Linked DNA regions of Anas platyrhynchos: region 2 is linked to region 1. The links are chromatin contacts, called in public Hi-C maps. All regions are on one chromosome and are shown on one strand. The core of a region is the stretch at or near the end of the contact, and the rest is flanking DNA. Distances in the headings are between cores, read along the strand shown.

What was found. A called contact is a pair of places that touch in the nucleus more often than the background predicts.
Region 2: a contact with region 1 is called in a Hi-C map of small yellow follicle, with 1.8 times the contacts expected there. The contact joins the promoter of GOLM2 here to the enhancer-like site in region 1. A contact is called at or near these places in 2 of 8 Hi-C or Micro-C datasets (small yellow follicle and subcutaneous adipose tissue).

The regions. Positions count from the first base shown.
Region 1 is chr11:24,478,170-24,484,206 of IASCAAS_PekinDuck_T2T, reverse strand. The region is part of intron 1 of CTDSPL2 (CTD small phosphatase like 2); the gene reads left to right. Among named protein-coding and RNA genes, the nearest start is that of CTDSPL2, 13 kb to the left of the region's middle. Within about 2 kb of position 2,641, at least 3 of the 8 cell types and tissues checked have an H3K27ac peak or open chromatin away from gene starts, as enhancers often do. A contact at or near this core is called in small yellow follicle, where this site is marked.
Region 2 is chr11:24,524,170-24,530,206 of IASCAAS_PekinDuck_T2T, reverse strand. It overlaps GOLM2 (golgi membrane protein 2), which reads left to right and starts at 2,193. Exons shown (of 9, transcript XM_027465624.3): 1 at 2,193-2,756. The coding sequence starts at 2,430.

The DNA of each region.
Region 1 (6,037 bases), core at 1,392-3,891:
GCAGCGTGGATTAAATGTCCGGGGAGCCTGATTTGTCCCAAGACAGCTGGTCCCTTCCCGAACCTCAACAGGAACAGTGCTGGTTCTGGTGGGATCTGTTTGCCACTTGTTTAACACTCAAGTACTGCAGACTTTTATTTCCAAACACCTCAGCTGTTGGTGAGCTCCACGGTACCTAAAGGCACCTGATGTAAAAAGTTCTTGTCTTGGCAGCATCAGGATCTCAAGTAATTCCTTTCTGCTGCCACAGATCTCGGGCTCTGTTCTGAGATCAGCTGTTTTGTGATGAACCCAACTCTCTGTTTTTCCTTGTTGGTTAGCAGCCTGACCCCAACTGAAAAGACTGAATTAATTCCAAGTGTGTACCCTCAGTCATAAAGAGAAAAATATCTTGGCCAGGAGGGAATAAACTCTCAGTTCCAAATGCAGATAGGATGATCAAAACAAAGCCTTGCTAGCAAAGCAGTGACAAAACAATGGTGCCTGGAAATATGATTGCTAATGCAGAAAAATAAAGGAACAGCAAATTTATTTTCTGTTAGGGCCAATTACAAAAAGCCTTTCTCATCTTGTCTGGCAACATCTTTATAAGAAAATGGTTCTTTGCTCCTACCTGCACTGTCCTAGCCCCATCCAGTCGCCTTCAGCCGCGGCTTCCTTGTTGGTGGCTGCCTCTCCAGGAGGCGGTGGTGGAAAAACGCTTGGAGGTTTGTGAGGAGCAACAATACAATGCAGGATGTTGTAAAATACAAAGTACATCAGCTGGAACGTGACAAAATCGCTGTGATTTCCTAGGGAAGGAGGATAAGTTGGTTAAAGAAAGGCCAGGAGTTGTTGAGGAGGGGAAAATCTCCACACCTTTGAGCTAACAAAGAGCATTTCCCCGAGGTTTGTAAAGCGCTCTGGGGCCTGGCTGGGTGAAGGCCTCTGTAAGTCGTTCTGCTCGACTTCACTGCGAGTCCAGACAGGTGTGCATGGCACGCAGGTTGTCATTTGTCCCGTGTCTCACTCACGGGCTGCGTGCCTCCTCTGCCTCCCTGCTTCCCTGCCCTGGTGGCTCAGGTGTCAGGCTCACCTCCATGGGATTGTTCTTCCTTCTGGAAACCTGGGCCACATCACAGTGAAGTGTGCTGATGAAATGCGACTGGCGTTGTATGTTTAAAAGGAAAATGGAGAAAGTGGTTGTTCTTGGTTCCCTGCTGTGGACCTGCCTGCTGTGACCCAGCCTGTGTGTCCAGAAGAACATGAATGAAATGAAGATGTTTGCTCAGCAGAGAGGTCTGTAACCACCAGCCCAGGCATCAGGCATCGCAGAAAGCTGTTCAATTTGGTGGCGGGTCACAGCTTTGTGTGTGTCTGTACCTGTGACATGGGCAGCATGGGCCGGATTCCTGCTTAAAACCTAAAAGTGTGAAGAGGTGGTGCTGCCTTCTTGGCTTTGGGTGAAATCTTTCAAGGCATGTGTGGAGGTGATGCAGGACGAGTGCTGTGCTTGTTGCAATCAAACACATTCCCCAACATTTTTGGTGTGCTTCATTTTGCTGCGTGAATTTTTCATGCTTTGTGGTCATCATCTCCATGATGGCAAAAACGAATGTATGGGCAGTTAGTGGAGAGAAGGGAACTTCTTTTTGGCTTCCTTTTGTCTCTTGGATTGTGGCTGTGCTCGGCTCTGCCAACAAGCGCTGCGTCCACACCAGGAGCTGATACAATCTGTAGCAGCAGACGCTCTGTTGTGTAAAATTTGTTTCGGATCCCGGTGGCAGGAGCTTCGCCCCTGCCTCGTCCCTTGCTGCTGCTGGGGGCCAGCCCTCACCTCCCAGTGCTGCAGGAGCCCCGTGGGGTAGGGTAAGTGGAGGAACTAACAGAGAAGCCCTGCACCTACCGTGTGCCTGTCACTCACCGAGCTGCGTTCCCAAAGTGTGCCTGGCTGCCCTGGTCCTCCAGAGCCCTCCCAGAGCCAGGCTGGGAATACGCAGCTTTCGGTGGGGGCAGCTCAGCGGGCTCACCGAGTACCAAATTAAACATAGGAATAGTTCAATGCTGTAATTCTGAATTTTCCCGTCAGGTGTATCTTCCTATTGCTGATTGCTATTGTTCTTTTACCGTCTCAAACCTTTTCCTGTATCAAAAAACCTTAAACCCTGTAATTTCATGTGCCGTACCTAATTTTCTTTCGAGAGTTTTGGGGAAAAATAGATAAAACCTTAGCACCGCTAAGGAATTTCTGCCCCGTAGTGCGCAGTGCCTGTGCATGGAGCAGCTGCAGGGCAGGGAGCGTGGGGCTGCAGCACCTCCAGCTGCTGCTCCCTGCAGCTCCTTCGTTACCTCCCCATCTCACAAGCTGTTAATGAGATTTCCATGTGGTCCCTCTTTGCCATGCATTTCTCTTTCGAAGAATAATTTTTAATTCCTCCCCCCTCCCCTTCAGTTGTGTTTTGTTTTAGTAGATGGGGAAGGAATTCCAGCAGGAAGGGGTTTGGGGAGGGTTTAAACCAAGACATGCATGTAATGCAGAAAAACATCTTGAGCTGTTAACTGTGCAGCATGCTTGCAGGGGATGGGCTTCCTTGGCTTCAGGTCCACGTTACGGTAACGCTTCGCTGCCAGCTGCTCGCGATGTGAAGGAGCTGCACTGTTGTACAGGGAGAATTTCGAGCTGCAGGCTCCTGAAAAGCAACGTGCTGGAAAGGGAACCGAAGGGCAGCAGTTAGCCAGGGCTGCTGAGCGCGATTTCCCTGGCAGTGAGCTCCTGGATCTCCTGGCTCCGCGGCACAGAGGCCGGCGGTGACACGAGGCGTTCGCACCCAGCGTCACTCAGCCCGGCCGCGGCCGGCACGCCGGGGGGACAGGCAAATGTTGTACGTGGCTGAGGAAGGAAATTCACGGACATGTTTGGGCTTGGTTTGTTTTGACTGAGAGAGCGTGCTGAGTGGCGCAGTTTGGCTTGTGCTCGGTTCAGAAAAGAAACACAAAGATAATTAAAGTAAAAACTGCGCTGCCAAACGCATCGCGCGTTGGGAGAGCAAACTTCTGGCACTCGGGGATTGTAGGTGACTGTTGCTAAGTCCTTTAGAGATATTTATAACCTGAGGCTTGATACCCAGGATGTGAAGTGAGCCAAAGAACTCTCTGGCAATAGCGTACAGATGAGTTGAATGGTTTCTTGCTGGATAAATACATACCCAAATTAACAAATGTTAAATTGGTTCAGGTTTTGTCTGCCTGGTATTTGTTTCAGCTCTAGAAAAATCAGGCAGCTTACAGAATAGCACAGTTAAAGCAGTATTTTCATCTCCAAGTTGGTGATTGACTAATGTCAGTCTTCCTTCAGTGCTTCACGATTATTTGTCTAATTCTTTTTAGACATTTGCTTTTAGTATAGCCTCGTGTAATTCCTACCCGTGAAGTGGCAGGCGTCTCAGATTTCTCACCAGAATATTTTAAGGCTGCTGTTGTACAGTCACATGGCAGGAAGTGTGCCAGTTCTTCAAAATGTGTAAGTAACGTTTTAATAAATGCAGTTTATATCTCTAAATGTAGTACATTTCATTATATTTCAGTGTTCATTTACTTAATTCCTAATTCACCACTGTGGATGGTTATCCGTGGTCGATCAACCACTTGCCTTAGTTCTGTGTTACTCTCTTCTTACCGTCCAGAGCTTTTTAAATTCTGTAAATGAGACTTAGGAATCTCACTTCTCAATTGCAAGCAGTGTTTACGCTGTGTGTAAGTGTACACAGTGTGTGTCAGCTTGTGTTACGTCCATGTGTGTAAAAACACACACGTGGATATTTCAGGGAGTCCTGGCTATTTGAAGTCTGGAAAGGGCACATTGCACAGAGAGCTCGCTTTATAAACCGATTAAACTGGCGTAAAAATGAAGTCGTATTTATTTATTTACTTATTTTCTGTTAGCTTGGTGAGCTGGCCTGGCCTCTGAGGAGGCAGACAGCTCTGGAAGTAGTGCGGGGAAGAAATGAGGAGGGCGTAGGGGCAAGCCCCTAGGTTCCCTCCTGTCATCCCACCATACCTGACTTCAAAGCACCTTTGAGAAGCTTGCCCTGATCCCTGCATATTCCTGCACCTTTCTTCTGACATCTTTCTGGTTTGCTTCCCCTTTGAGCCCTTTGCCACCACTTCTCAGCGTGAGCACGGTTCCCATTCCCAAGGGACTCTTCCTGGCAGGACAGACTGCGCATAAAAACCCAGAGGAATGCAAAAAAGGCATGGTTAATCCTTCTCGGTGGCGTAGGGCTGTCTGTCTGGCGTGTAGGAGATCTGAAGGACCCATTTGAAACCTCTCGGAGCTGGGGAGGTTTGGTGTTTGACCCCGCTGGCTGCGCTCCTTCCCCGCTCGCTTCTCTGTCCTAGGGGTGGCTGCCTGGGATCGGATCTCTCTCCTTGGACCATCCAGATTGAAGAATTTCAGGGGGTTATAACTTAAGCAAATTAGAGGGAAGAGCAAAAAATAAATAAATGCCTAAGCAGGTTGATAATGCAGCAAATGAAATTCCCTTCTCAACGCATGGAAGGACTCGGGCTCCTCGGGGAGCCCTGAGAACATTTCCAACATGGCAAAACGGCGTTGTTTGTCTCTAACTTCATTCCACCAAATTGCTAACTATTTAGCTTGAAATATTGATATATTTAAACTATTTGGTTTAAAAGTTTAATGGCCATTTTCTGTCTTGGGCTTTATTTCCTGCAGAGCTGTGAATTCCTTCTTCTCCCACGTACAAGAGCACTGAGAAACCTTAACTCAGGTGTTCTTTTTTCAGCCACCCGTGATAAAATGATTTTGTTAACAGAATTTAATCACTTAATCAACGAGAAGTTGACTAAAAATAATGTTTTCCTGAATATTTCCAAAGTAAAAGTACATTTTATGTTTTAAGGTATCTTTGGATCATTCTGTCTACTGATGTTTGGTGATTTCTTCAATTTTATAATTAGGTCCTCCTGATTTGTGCAGAAGTGTGATAGGACCATACGTCTATTGAGCTGGACTCTTCCCACTGTAAATCATACACAAAAAGTTAATCTAGCAGGAATTTGTAAGAAAAAAAGGTCAAGATGCAGGTTTTGATAACACATTCATTTTACGTCCTTGCATAAGAATGTTATTTTTAACTTTTTGTTTTTCTAGTGGCACAGAGTAGGAACAGCAAACTGGGTTTAAATCCTTGGGGACGTTTTTCGGTTTTCCCCAACGTTACTGTTTTTCTGCATACAGTCGATTCTATCAAACTAAATGTGAGTTGTACAGCAAATATTAATAGTGAAAGTATACTCGGATGGACTCTGAGTTTTAATGCTTCTGTTACTAGAGGGCTCAAAATTGTAAGTAATTTTCATAAATTTAAGCAAATGGTTTCCATTTTCTTTCCTTAAACCCCAAATATCAGTCCACTTTTGCCATAGTTACTGCAGTCATTTAACTGTCTTGACCTTCCCCTGTCTGTAACAGCTGTTGTACTAAGTGGTGATGGAAAATGCTGGCCATGTATGCAAAATGAAACCCTGTGTTTGTCAGCAGTTACAGCAATTGTACCTAACTGAAGTATTTAACTCCTGACCATACCGATTCCATATTACTTTTGCTTAGTCCTCTCAAGAAGATGTTGGTAGCAATGTTATTCTTCGTTAGCTGGAATACCTTTCATTTAAGATTGAGCTGTACCTAACTGCTAACCAGACTGTTTCTGAACGATAACATCGCTGTATTTGTGTCTGCGAATCGTGCTGCCATTGCCTTTTCCTAACAAGACAGTAGCTGTTGCTTCCTTACCCGTATTTTTAAAGTTATCTCTATTCAGCTGTATGATACGTGTTAAAGGAATTTCAGAAAACCAGATTCTGAGTCCTATTGTGAAAAGAATACCCTTTTCTTGAGAAATCAATCAATAAATAAATTGCCTTTTGTCGTGTCTTCAGCTAGGACGTGCGTATTGCTCTTACCTGTATTTCTGGGCGTTACGACTCAGATGGATTTCTTGCTACTTTTCTCTGCTCCTGATCCAGCACATGCAAT
Region 2 (6,037 bases), core at 944-3,443, 46 kb before region 1:
ACTGTGTTCAGTTCTGGGCCCCTCGCTACAAGAAGGACATCGAGGTGCTTGAGCGGGTCCAGAGAAGGGCGACGAAGCTGGTGAGGGGCCTGGAGAGCAAGTCCTATGAGGAGCGGCTGAGGGAGCTGGGCTTGTTCAGCCTAGAGAAAAGGAGGCTCAGGGGTGACCTTATCACTCTGTATAAGTATATTAAAGGAGGCTCTAGCGAGATGGGGGTTGGCCTGTTCTCCCATGTGCCTGGTGACAGGACGAGGGGGAATGGGCTAAAGTTGCGCCAGGGGAGTTTTAGGTTAGATGTTAGGAAGAATTTCTTTACTGAAAGGGTTGTTAGACATTGGAACAGGCTGCCCAGGGAGGTGGTTGAGTCACCATCCCTGGAAGTCTTCAAAAGACGTTTAGATGTAGAACTTAGGGATATGGTTTAGTGGGGACTGTTAGTGTTAGGTCAGAGGTTGGACTCGATGATCTTGAGGTCTCTTCCAACCTAGAGATTCTGTGAAATATCTCCCCTTTCCAAAGTTAAGCATTACTACTGTATATTTTGATATTTTTTTTCTTTGTTTCTGCAAGGATGCTAAATTTGAATACTTTATGACTACTCTTACAGAGCAGTTCTTAAGTAGAAAGATATAGGAGCATGTAAGGTTTTGATTCAGTCATGAACAATTTTTCTTCTTAGCATCCTTCAGTTCCTCCAAGGCACGTATGGTGTTTAAAGCTTAGCTGTGCTCGCTTTGTGTCTCACAATGACAGCTATGAAGTGTATAACAGGCAATGGATCTTTCCATTACCACTGTATTATGGTGAGGTCAAAGAAGCCAAGACAAACCTTTCTGAAGGACTAGCCAAGCTCCTGGGCAGAGGTTGAGCTGAAGATGCCAACAGATTATTCCAACACTTGGCGTAAGATCATGGTCAAACACTAGACCACAGCTCGGGAAGGCTGGGCAAGAACACAGCCATTCCAGCAAGGCACAGAACAGACTAGGAATGGATCACGGGGCCTGAAATGAAATGCAAATTAATCGGAAAACCGCTTGCTATTGCCTCACCTCTCAGATATGCAAAGGCAACCACAAAAAACGTGCACAGGCAGCTCTCCCCCAGGCTCACAAAGCTCCCTGTTGCCAGGGAGATCGCTCGCTGCCAGCTCCGCAGCAGAGCTCGCACCAGAGAGGGGAAACAGTGCTGAGAGGTACATGAGGAGAAACATTTCTGAGCAGACTTCTACAGGTCGGTGAGAGTCACCAGGTGTGAAACCCAGACATAGTTCCGGGCTCAAACTGATGTTTAATATTGTATTTATGTCATTTAGACGAGCACTTCCCTTCTCACAGCGCCCAGGTTTGCATAGAATTAGTGTACCAGAAAGAACGAGCTTAACAGAACAGGCTCGGAAACCTGTGACTGGCTTTATAAAATTTGCAACAGCAGATACAGACCGTGAATCTACACCGCCATCTGCAGAAAGCAGCTTGGCAAATTGAGATTAATTGGCTCCCCACGCAGCCGCAATTACGAGTGCCAAGATGCAAATGCTGGCGTGCGAGATAGGAGCTGGGCACGGCACCCGATGGAACGACAACGCCGTGCGCCTGCCCAAACACCGCTATCGCAGCCGACAGACCCTGTGCCACGTATGCTGTACCATGGGAAACATTTGTTTTTATGCTTTATTTCTTCAGCCTCATTCTTTCTTCTTCCTCCTCCCAGTTGCCCCAGGGACCCCGTTCTGTTTCCCCAAATTCTCCGACACCTCTAACAGCCCCGTGCCACTGATGATGAGTGTGGTCACAGGGCTGCTGGAGGGGCGCAGCACCACCACTGCTTAAATCCCACTACCAAAGAGGATTCTCCAGAGCTTAAAGCCGTGTGTGGCTCCCCCGTCACCCCCTCGCCACGCTGAGGCGGCGGCCCCGGGGGCAGGACGGGCTCGGGGCTGGGGCTGGAGCTGGGTCCCCCCTCCCTCAGCCACAGCAACACAAGGGAGAAAAGAGGCGGGGGGAGCCGGGGCCTGGTGCTTTACTGGAGCTTTGGTCACAAACAGGCGCTGCCCTCACGGGGCGCCTCACGGCCCTCACACCCCCCCCTCAACCACCAAGCGCACGCGGGCCGCCCCCTTCCCGCCTGAGCGGGCGGCGGCGCTGTCGCGATATCCCGGCCATCTCGCGAGAGGGGCCGGGCGGCGGAAGCGGCGGGGAGGGGCCTGAGGGGAGGGGGGTGGGCGGCGCGCCGCCAGCGCGGCTCCGCGGCCCGGCCCGGCCCCGTCCCCGGCCCCATCCCCTTCAGCGTCCCGGTCCCCGGCCCGGCCGGAGTCGGTGCCTGGGAGCCCCGGCAGCGGGGGCAGAGCGGCCCCGGCCGCGGTTCCCCTCAGGCGGAGGCGGCGGCGGCGGCGAGCGGCGACGCCCCCGCCCCGCGGCCTCTCCCCCATGGTGGGCTTCGGGGCCAACCGCAGGGGCGGCCGGCTGCCCTCCTTCGTCTTCGTGGCGCTGCTGGCCGTCATCGCCGTGCTCGCCTTCAACTGCTGGAGCGCCTCGTCCCGCCAGGCGCTGCTGCGGGAGGAGCTGGCCGAGCTGCAGAGCCAGGCCCAGCGCACCGAGGTGGCCCGCGGGCGGCTGGAGAGGCGCAACTCGGACCTGCTGGGCAAGGTGGACTCGCACAGGAAGCAGCTGGAGCAGAAGGAGGCCGACTACAGCCACCTCAGCAGCCAGCTGCAGGCCCGCGACGGGCAGGTGAAGCAGTGCGAGGACAGCAAGGTACGGCCGGGGCAGGGAGGCTGAATGACCAGGGGCTGCGGGCCCTTTGGTGCTGAGAGCCGCCAAAACTCCGTTTTCCACTCTGTTAATTTCTTTGTTAATTGCCTCCTGGGTTTATTCAGTCGGTGTTGAGCGGTCAGGGAGCTGTGCACAGCCTTGAAAGCAGAGCCCCAGCTCGCTGCTCCGCAAGGCCGGGTGTCTACCCGGGTGCAGCACCTCCAGCTTGTGGCTGCGCCTCGGCTCCCATCGCCCGCCGGCCTCTGGTTCTGCTGCAGCCAGCGTGTACGTGGAAAAAAATCGTGCTGCTGACATAACGTGTCACTGCTCCTAGCCACGCCAACAGGAAACTCAGCCTGCCCTGCTCTGTGGACGTGGCCTGGGAATTCCTTTCCTTGTGGAAAGGAGAATGAGGGAGTGCATCAACTTTCCTTGGCCTGCTTTCAGAGCTGTTGCCCTGAGTTAAGAGGAGTTAAGCCTGCGGTAGAGAGCAGACAAGTTCCCTTTTACTCAGCCATGTGCATGGCAGCGTGTGCTTCATTTGCATACAGTTCATAATTATAGCGTCTAACTGAACACTTTATCACATTAGGATTTATGGAAATACCACCCTGTCAGGCTTATCACTGGCTGAGTTTGTTTTTCTGGCCATTTAATATCATACTTTTAATGAGCAGGGTAAGAAAATACATTTCTTTGTCACAGAAAGTAAACAGTTACACGTCTTAATCTAATTATCAGGAAGTTAGTTGGGGGAACTACCAAGTCTTTCAAGTTGTTTTAGTTTGTATCGAAATTATGGTTTTTTTTTCCTGCTAGCCATTAGCACTAAGTTATTGTGTGTTCAACAAACATGATTTCTTTTTAATGTATTTTTTTCTGATTGGATTCCTGAGAGATTGGGATAAAAACCCTGATGAGGTATGTAATGGTAGATACCAGTGCTCTCCATTGGAAGTAAATACAAATTAAACGCATTGTGACGCCATAAAATCAACTTTAATCTATGAATAAGTATTTTACACAGGCATGAAAGTATTAGTCTGTGGCAAGTAAAAGAAGCTGAACTGGTGTGCTGGCATTAAAGTGGTTAGGTTTGTAACAAAGGTGATTACCCTTGTAAAAGACAGAGAACTGGTTACAGTCTTCTAAACCGATGTGTTCTGTGTTTGTTTTTAATTGAGCATTAATACCCAAATAGTGAGGGTAGGTAGGGTTAGGTGTTCAGTGTCCTCTCCAATAAAAGCAAGCATCCACAAATGGTAGTGGGTTAAAAACACTGGGGGTGTCCATCACAGCACCTAATTACATGCTGGAACTCCTTTCCTTGGGCTCTCGTGGATACTAAAATGGTAAGAATTCATGGCTAGCACTGTGCTGCAGGACTCCAGGAGACAAAATGCCAGTGAAGGTCAGGGTGCCTCATGAGAATCACTGGAAGCCCGCTGATGCAGAATACAACTGGAGGTGCAGCTGAGCTGTGTGTGCTGACTGCTTTGTTCTCTGTGAACCTGGCTGCTCTGGGAATGCTTTCGGGCTGGCATCTTGCAGGGCAGAGCAGGAGGGCAGCAAAAGAGAAGAGACTAATGAACCTCACGGTTATTTTCGTTGTTAGTATCGTGTATATTGCAATACATGTATATGACCTGTATCTTCTTTCTTTGGTCCAGAAGCTGCTATTTTAGATCATACGAGCTAGTAGCTTTTAAATATCATCATTTCTTTACTTGTGCTCAAAACGGTCAATGTGCCTTAATAGCTTAATAGGTGAGAATAGCAGTATTTTTTATTTTTTGGTAACCGGTCACTGGCCATTTCTTTTCCTCCTCTTTAAGCTACTGTGTTCTCAGTGGCTTATATCTTAATTTAAAGCCAATCAACTAACCAAAAAGATTAAAAACCTTTAAGTGACTGTAGTTTAGAGAATGAAACAGTCAAAAGATGTTACTGAAAAAAATGCAGAGTACGGATAAAGCACCTGACCAAAAGACTTGACTGAGAACTTTTTTATCTTGGAATAGAATTTGGCAAAGATGTTCTTTGAACAAGCTATTCCAGTGATCCCAGCCCACTAGTGGAGTATGGGAGCTATAATAAAGCACCACCACTGGTAACTCCTGGGCTGTCAGGAGATCACAGCAGATCTAGGTTTGTTTCATAGCAAACTCATTTGGAAGATGCCCCTCTGGTGCCTGTCACAGCGTCAGTTCTGCTTTGTGCTCCTTCATCTTTATAAGAAGTTCTTTGGTGGTCACGCAAATCAACCGTGCATTTTTCAGTGCAGAGGCAACCTGAATTTCTTCCGTCAGCTTCCTCCTAGGTCAGTGATATCTGCAGCCGAGCCCAAACCCCTGCCTCTCTCCTCCCTCCCTCTGCACGCATAACAAGCCAGTCACACTGCACCAGAACGTAGATCTGTCATAAGAACGAAAAGCAAAGATAATAAAATGGCTTTGTGTCTTGTTTTTAAAAAAATAAAACCACACCCACGAAACCCACACACACTCAAAGTTTGAACTGCGGTAAGGCAGCACCTGCTGCTCACAAGGTGTGAAAGCTGAGAGGCAAAGGAGGAAACTTCTGAATGTCTCTAGAGGCTGCCATGAAGATGACCCCTTGAAATGCAGCTGAACGTTTTATTTTGGTGCACTGGAAGCTGGAGAACAACTGATTGTAAATCTAGTTTGAGCCGTTTGAGCCCACTGTATTTAGGCCTTCCAGAACTACAGCCTTGCAAATCTCACAAAGGTATTGTAGAACACCTTGAGAAAAGAAAACTTTGGTAAAGACCTTGGTAAAAAAGAACACCTTGGTAAAGAAAAGGAGCTCTGGCGGAACGTGGCAGTGATCAGAAGCTCAGATTTTGAACAGCGATTGGTAACATCCACGGTGGAGGCAGCAACTATAAATCACCCTCTTTCTACTAACGAGACCTGGCTTCTTGGGAATTCTCTTTCCCTGTCACCCCGTGAAGGTTGCTGGGCCCTGGAACAAAGCGGAGAACGCTTGGGGAGGCAGGCGGCTGCAGTGGCTCACAGCGTTTGGGAGTCCTGAGCCTTTCATACTTGTTTGCAGCACACCATGAGGATGCATTGTTCATAGTTTTACACATCCCTTTGCTGTCAGCTCAGTAAAATGATTGAATGGCAGGAATTCGTGGTGGAGAGCTCCCAGATGGCAGCCGTCCAGCGTGTAGGGGTTCGGATCTCTGTGTTTGCTGTTGCAGCTCTTAGGAGCACGCCTTTTTCATTCCAAAGCTGTGCTGGGTGTGTAACACATCCTTA